Linked DNA regions of Mus musculus: region 1 is linked to region 2. Evidence: chromatin contacts called from public HiChIP or PLAC-seq data. All regions are on one chromosome and are shown on one strand. The core of a region is the stretch at or near the end of the contact, and the rest is flanking DNA. Distances in the headings are between cores, read along the strand shown.

What was found. HiChIP or PLAC-seq counts read pairs in DNA pulled down with a chosen protein or histone mark.
Region 1: a contact with region 2 is called in an H3K27ac HiChIP or PLAC-seq map of large pre-B cells, with 11 times the contacts expected there. The contact joins two enhancer-like sites. A contact is called at or near these places in 5 of 39 promoter capture datasets (the C10 cell line, the HPC-7 cell line, the SN4741 cell line and 2 more), 5 of 115 datasets of contacts at active chromatin or transcription factors (the 230-238 cell line, bone marrow-derived macrophages, forebrain and 2 more) and 1 of 9 other capture datasets (embryonic stem cells).

Annotation. Positions count from the first base shown.
Region 1 is chr15:60,833,820-60,837,758 of GRCm38.p6, reverse strand. No RefSeq gene overlaps it. Among named protein-coding and RNA genes, the nearest start is that of Lratd2, 11 kb to the right of the region's middle. Within about 2 kb of position 2,343, at least 29 of the 459 cell types and tissues checked have an H3K27ac peak or open chromatin away from gene starts, as enhancers often do. A contact at or near this core is called in the HPC-7 cell line and bone marrow-derived macrophages, where this site is marked.
Region 2 is chr15:59,410,283-59,414,270 of GRCm38.p6, reverse strand. The region is part of intron 2 of Nsmce2 (NSE2/MMS21 homolog, SMC5-SMC6 complex SUMO ligase); the gene reads right to left. Among named protein-coding and RNA genes, the nearest start is that of Nsmce2, 38 kb to the right of the region's middle. Within about 2 kb of position 2,245, at least 110 of the 459 cell types and tissues checked have an H3K27ac peak or open chromatin away from gene starts, as enhancers often do. A contact at or near this core is called in the HPC-7 cell line and bone marrow-derived macrophages, where this site is marked.

The DNA of each region.
Region 1 (3,939 bases), core at 1,094-3,593, 1.4 Mb before region 2:
AATTATAAAGACTGGTAAGTTTTGATATCAGTGGTTAAAAGGTTAGAGATACTGTTATCTTCACCAGACTGAGACAGTACACTCAAGCTTTTAGGGACCTCAACTCAGGCCAAAGCCAGATCATGGCTTCCAAGCTTTAAAGAATGTCAGGACTAGCCAGTTTGACCAAGCAAAGTAGATAACTTTGTTGAAGATATATTTTTATTATTTTTTTTTTGAGATGACAAAATTACATATTTCCCCTCTAAACATTCCAACTTGTGGCCTTTCTCCCAACTAATCACTGTTACATACATATGTATGAAGATATTTTAACATAGACTTTAGCATGATGGTTAAGAAGAAAGGCATGAAAAAGAATGAGATATACCCAAATGGAGAGTATATATTTCTCAAGGGAGGGTAAGGGAATGCAAGATCTGCCCAAATGTGTGTGGGAACAGGACCAAGGATGTTACGTGAGAGGTGACAGAGCCATGTGATGAACCCTGAGAAATCTGACCCCAGAGACCAACATCAAGGTGCAGATCTGAGTTTACGGCCCAGCCCATAAGCTTATATACAGTGTTTGAGCCATTCTTTCACTATCAGATTAGAATATCATCTATGACATTTTAAGGTTCACCTCATGTACTTACCTCTTTTATCAAAAGGGGGAGAACAGGAAAAGGAGATTATTTGAAGCCTTTTGAAGTATAAACTGGCAGCCCAAAGGCACATACATATGGCTAATGCTAAGATGCTTCATCCTTCTTAGAGAAGTGAATGAAAATGAGAACATGATCACTCCTAGGTACGTATGGTTGAGAAGAAGGGTTTTGTTATAGATATGAGGGAAAATCAGTCAGAGGTATCTGGAAAGGTCCAGTCTGAATTAGGCCACCAGACTGAACTGGGCCATGAGAGGAGAGAGGAGAGGGGTGAGAGAGGAAGAGACAAGTCCTGGATATTCACAGCAAGAGGATCTACTTTGCCCCTCATTTGAGTCACTCAAAAACCCTCAACCACTGCCCAATGGAAACAACTTGAGCAAAAAAAAAAAAAAAAAAAAATATATATATATATATATATATATATATATATATATATATATATATATATATATATCTCCATTTAGGGACCAGGCCTGATTTCGAAAAGAAAACCAAAAGGCACCAGTTTCCAGGAATAGACCACAATAAAATTCAGAAACAAGGTCATAAAAATCCCCTCCCAAAGACCACAGAGATAACCACAAACGTGGGGAAATATCTTATCTCAGAATGGGCCATCTGTGCTGGGCAACTCTATCTCATTCTACGGTTAAACATTCATGACATAGGAATGCAGACCACTGACCACCTGTGACCCCCTAGCACTCGCCAGTGAAATTTTAGGTTACTTAATCCTTTTAGAGAGTTTCCAGCTCCCTATAAGAAGGCCTGCACACCTCTGTCTGGCATCGCCATTTCAAAGAATGTTGACCCTCTCATGCTGGTTGTTTCTATAGAATAAACACTCCTTGCCTTTGCATACTACCCAAGTCTTGGGTCTTCCTTCAGCCATCTTTGGACCCTTCCAATATTTGGTACATGTCCTTTCTCATGAGATTCACAGAAAAGTGCATGCTCATGGCTGGGGTTGGAGAAAGGGCTCGGGAAGTTGTTAATTGTTCTAGAATGTTTGCTTTACTGCTGGCAAAGGCTGCAGATGGATGCTAGAATGAGGGCATTTTTTTTTTCCTCCTCACTGCTCCTATACCTAAGATTTTCCAGTGCTTTTCAATTCTGACTCACCAAGACAAGAAGTGTATGAGCCGGGCCCTGGAACGGGGGCACTGTGCTTTGGTCCAGCTCCAAAGGCCTCAGAACCAGTGAGGGCCATGTGAACCCAAACCCTGAGGAAGAGGATAGGGGTGGGGGATGCTGTAAGTTGTACAGCCCCAAAGACTAGAGAATCTGAATGTGATATCTAGTGGGTGGGGTGACAGAGAGAAAATATGGATCACCTTTGGCTGCCTTGATCTTCCTCCGGTTCCCAGCAAATTAGATGGTAGTCCCTCTTCAGTCTACTGAGTCCATATCCATCTTTTCTGACAATACTCTCACAGAAAATTATTCTACAGTATTTTTTTCCTATTTTTCTAGTATAAGATGGTGCTCAAGTCTTTTTTTTTTTTTTTTTTTTTTTTTTGTGGCTAGGACAAAAAATACCTGGCATAAAAGCAGCATAGGGAAGGAGTAGGGAAGGAGAGAATTTATTTGGCTTACAATTCCAAGTTACAGTCCAACTTTTGGAGGGAGTCCAGGCAGGAACTCAGGCATGAGTCATCTCATATACACAGTCATGAAAAAAGAGGGAATATACCCATCCCTGCTCTCTAGCTTACAAGTAAATGTGTCACCATATATACTAATCTGGCCTCCTCCTTCCTAGGAAATGTTGCTACATACAAATGGCTGGGTCTTCCTATATCAATTAATAATTAGGTCAAATAACCATAGACATGCCATAGGTCAACCAGATCTGGATAATTCCTAACTGACACTCTCTTCCCATGGGATTCTAAGAGTGTCTTAGCACTCTTAGAATACCCAGCACTTATGGGTATTATCATCGCAACATGCCTGCCGTTACACAGTGCCAGGCATGAAGGGAAGTCCTGCAGAGACCTCAGAGACAAGGCTTCCTTCCTCATTTTTTTTGCAAGTTAACAACTATGCACAGAGCAGTTTCGGCTACTCTGATTTGCAAAAGCTAAGAAAATACAGCTTTTATTTTATACTTTTGATTTAATCTTTAAATATTCTTTATCTGTCATCCTCAACAGATTCCCATAGCTTAATTCTATACACTCACTAATCTATTGCTTCAAAATGCTTCCTGATCATTAAGTGCTACTTGGTATGGTAGGAATGAAAGTTTCTACAGGGCAGGGCTGAACTTCAGTCCTTCATATCAGTTTGCTAACTAGATCAAGGCATAATATCACGTGGGCACTCAGTTTCTAGAACTCAGTGGCTAGATTCCATTAGAGTGCTCTGTAGAACATGCGCCCTCATCTTAGACCAAAGTCAAGTCTATTCACAGCAAAAGCCCTACTGAACCTCTCATTTGAGTCACTCAAAATACTATCAACCAACTCCCAATGGCACCAACTTCAACAAAACACACACACACACACACACACACACACACACACACACACACACTCACACACACATATTCCCTTTATCCTTCTTCCATTTCTTCCTTCCTTCTTTCTCTCTCCTTCTTCCCTTCTCTCTTTCCCTTACCTCTCCTATATTTTCCACCTTGAATTACATTTTCACTGGTAAGTTTCTCCTTGTTCTATTGAACACCTCAGTTTGCAAAAAGAGATCAGTACATAAAAATCAGTGTAATTGTCTGAAGAAGGAATTCTCTTACCAGTCTCCCTGCTATCAGGGAGAGTAGACTATCAGGCTCATCCAAGGAGAACTTCATTCATGCTGTGCATATTTATCAAGCATTTAAAATGTGAAGATTACTGGAAGATCGGGGTGGAAATGTGACACCTCATAGAGTGAGTTCCTGGGGGGAGGGGGGACGGCAAACATTCTACCAGTAAGCTATATCACTAGCCCAGAACTGGTTTCCTAGATGGGCAAGTAACTAGGATGCATAAGAAAGTCAAACCCCTCCTAGTATGTGTTTTGTAAGAGACTAAGGGCAGAGGAAGACTGGGGTGGGTAAGGTGCTGGCTTGCACAGTGCCTGGAGAGTGGGCATGGCTTTGAGTTGAGGCATAAAGAATGCAAAGCATCCAGTTTAGGGATGTTTAAGACTCAGGGCGTCCCAGGTCCTGAAACAGCCTTGTTGAGGCCAGAGGCTAGCATAATCTTTCTGAGAACAGGAAAACAAAGTTTCTGACAACAGGGCAGAGTAGGGGAAACAGGAAACCAGGAGGAAATGAGGTTAA
Region 2 (3,988 bases), core at 996-3,495:
ACTACAAACTTCCTGTCAGGTCACAAAGAGAACTATAGAGAAATGGTGGGGAACAAGAGTCCTACAAAAAAACCTAAGCAGCACTCATGATCAGAAATAACTTTTATTACATATATCTAATTGCTCTCCCCCAGGTAAACAAGGTCTGAGAGAAGTGGGAATATTGAAATTCCTTCAATATGTCATCCTACAAATGTATTAGATCCAACCCTTTCTCTCAGTAACTGAATGAATCTACATGAACTTAATGAATATTGATTTCCAAGCCAATGCACACATGGAGAAGACCCACGGGAGCAACTCAAGGCCTCTGGGAAACCTGTCACCTGGCACATTAATTAAGAAATTGTTCCAAGAAGTTAAAGTTAGTACAACTAGCTGAAATATGTCCCCCTACCTCCACCCCAGCAAACCAAGTCCAGAGGGCACAGATAATCCCTGCTTTGCACTATAAAATTCTAGCTGTCTGTAAGCATGCCAGCATTAGGCTGTTCTACAAACCTACCCAACAATGCCAATCAGACCTATTTCTAACACTATGCAGAACCACTGTAGCCTGCACGACCTCATGTACATTATTAAGTGTGGCTTAGTCCAGAAAGAGCCACAAAACAACTCATCCCTTGAGGACAGTTTCTGTTTGTTTTTGTTTTTCCTACTCAGGGGCAAACTCCCAAAAAAACAAAATAAAACAAAACAACCCCCACCCCAAGACAAAGAATAACAGAATCACTGGAAGAAGGCTTCATTTTAGAATGAAATACTCTCATGCTTACATAATTGGAGAAGTCTCTAACTGGATGAAGCTGGCCTGCTTATGGTTTTCCTAAAGGCAGACAAACCTATAATTATGCAATCTCAGCAGCCACGCTATTCATTAGACACGTCATCTGTTACTCAATGCTAAAATGCACCAACAGCAATAACTCTTACTATTCCCTGCTTTGAAGCACTGAAAGAGCATTGAAGGTATATTAAGCAGAAATGGGTGACTTAGTGCTAGAATCAAACCCAACTTCAAACAAAATTTATAGGCTTTAATGAGAGGAAGATAATGGGCTGAGGCGGGAACAAATATGAATGTTGAAGGCGAAACCATAGCCACTGATGCCAGTTGTCCCGGTGTAGAAGAGCGTGGCAAAAGTAGAGACTGGTCTGAGAAAGGAGGGCAGGAGGCAAGTAAGCTGCTTTTATGGACATGGACTCTTAAGGAGGAATAACTTCCAACTTGTGGCTAAGAACTAGGTGACAAGCATGGCAATATGCTGTCTTTATGTAGCGCAGTATGGGAGCATGAGATATTTATTTTCCCCATTCAGATGCAGTACTATCCAGGGTTGACTCATGCCTGTTTGTTCAGTATTTTCTAAGCCACTGGTTGAAAAGCAGAAGCAGGTGGGGGAAGCAGTTCTTATCATGGCATATCCTTGTCCACCTGGTCATGATCAACAGAGCAACCCAACTGCCATTCCAGACCGGCAACCAGGTCAGTGAGGGAGGGGGGGTAAGAGGTACACTTCTGGACCTACTTATTCTAAACAGGGCCTTCCCTAACCACAGGGGTGCTGTGCCTGCAGCCCATGGAATAAACTTCCCTGAGGTCCAGCTCTGGGGGTTGGGAAATAGAGCTGAAAGTCACTCACAGTCTCTAGGCCTTTACTAGCCCAGCCTTCACTAAAACATCAAAATGTAGGCTTTGCCCTCCTTGTCTCTCCAAGCAAACCACATACAAAGACCTTGAACTTCACTACACCTCACATGGATTTCTGAGGTGCCCTTGTTGAAAGCTCCCTATGATCTCAGATATAAGGTCCCCTCTCTAACATCTCTCTACTGTCCAGAAGAGGACCTAGTATTCCAGCTCTTATCAACCCATAAAATCTCTTTACTTTTACAAGTAGGACATGTGTGCACACACACACTAGAGAGACACACCCTCAAGACAAATGTCACCTACTTATTCTTCCCACCTGCATATCTAATCAGCTGCACGGCTTTGTCCAGGGTCAAGCTGCTTTCTAAAGTTTTGTTCTAAACAAACAACAAGAAAACTGTGGGATCAGGTTAATTTTTCTATTCTACAAAGCCACACACAAGCATGTCTGAACAGAAACAACCAATTACATGGAGTTGATTAAATTCAGCAGCATGTATTTTATTAGTGACTTACCAAGCTAAGACAAAGCAGACATTTAGTGTTGCTAAGGATTGCTGACTGTGAGTCAACATGACTCACACACTTAGAAGAATCTGATAAACACGAAATGTCATTAAATACACAGACCATTTTGGCGAAGAAGAAGGATGGTGGCAAGGGTTGCCTGACTTTAGTTTAAATTCCTTAGACTAAATGGCACACACAGCCAGAAAAGTTTATTTTCTAAAGACTGGGAATAAGTTATTTCCAGATCTCTTTATATGAGAACTTGATTCTTCCATATTTTCTGTAAAAGACATTTACCTTTTTTTTTGAGAAATACAAACAGATGACAGTATAAACAATATTCTCAACTTCTGTGTCAAAATCAAACCAAAACCTGAATTCTCTGTAAACTCAGATCCAATTACCTACATCTAGTGACATCTATCTGTCTATCTGTGTGTCTCCTGACAGACAGATATTAAGCAATCTACACTCATCAGGAGTTGAATTTAATGACTTACTCAGTGCTTGAGCAATGTTTAATAGAAACTTGGTTACTTCTCACTACACTGAACTTCAAAGTTGTAATTATTCCTCCACACAGATATTAGTGTGGTAAAATTAAAACTGAATGCCCATGTTATAACTGCCTCCCACTAGAAGTAAGTGTGCAGTATCAGGTGTATGATATAACCAGTCAGCAGCTGGTTTCTTCCCAAAGTCCAGGAGAAATCCTGGAGGACTTTCCACCTTCCTGCCATCTGCCTCCCCACAGCCCTCCCATCACATAATAACCCAGACGTGGGAAGCTGCACACCACATAATTGAAGGGGCAGTCTGCTTGATTTCTTTCTTGTGGACTGTGTAGTCTTTGGAAAGACTGTTTCCACACCTCTATAATGGGTATCAGAATAGTACTGAAGGCTGGAGAGGTGGCTGAGTGGTTAAGAACACTTGTGATTCTTGCAGGGGACCAAGGTTCGATTCCTACCACCCATATGACAACTCAGGAAAGCCTATAACGCCTGATCAAGGAGATCTGATACCCTCGTAGGCCTCCATCAGCACCAGGAATGCATGTAGTGTACACTCATTTATGCAGGCAAATACTCATACCCATAAAAATAAAATGCAAACCTTTTAAAACAAGAAAAAGATAAAGAATAGTACCAAATTCATAAAGTTGTTAGCATGTAGGTACAGTGCTCAAAGAAGAGCCTGGCTTGGCATAAGCACTAACCAGCTATATTTTTAACTAAATCCATTACAGAGTAGATAGTTCATCTGCAAATATAACTAGTCCAAATCCTAAAATCATCTTGCCCTCAGAACTAAAAAGTTTCAGGTATATATTAACTTACAAAGCAACCAGCCGAACCCACAGAATTCAGACCTCAGTGAGAAGGGTTGCAGACACCCCTTTCCAAGTTCAGAAACTCCTTTACCTGCCAATGGTTACTGAGCACTTACTACACATCAGGCGGGGGAGATGCCTTAATGCAAGAACAGCAGCCACCACTACCACACGAGGCAAAGAACCTTAGCAGAAGGCCATGGCTGTTCACCACACTGGGGTGGAGGCTAAACAAATGCTTTCAGGGCTCCCCTGAAACTGACTGATTCAGAGTTGTCCTAGTCAAAGGAAAACATTGATGATGAACAAAGAAAGCCATGGATGGAAAAAATGAACAACCTTGAATGAGTACTAAGTACGAGGACCTGTGAACACACTACCTCTGCTCCAACATAATTTGGGCACTATTAAGCATACAATAAAGATAAGGAAATTAACTCCCGGAGAGGTGAAATCATCGGGCAGGTCATGGAGTTAATAAACGTAGAGTT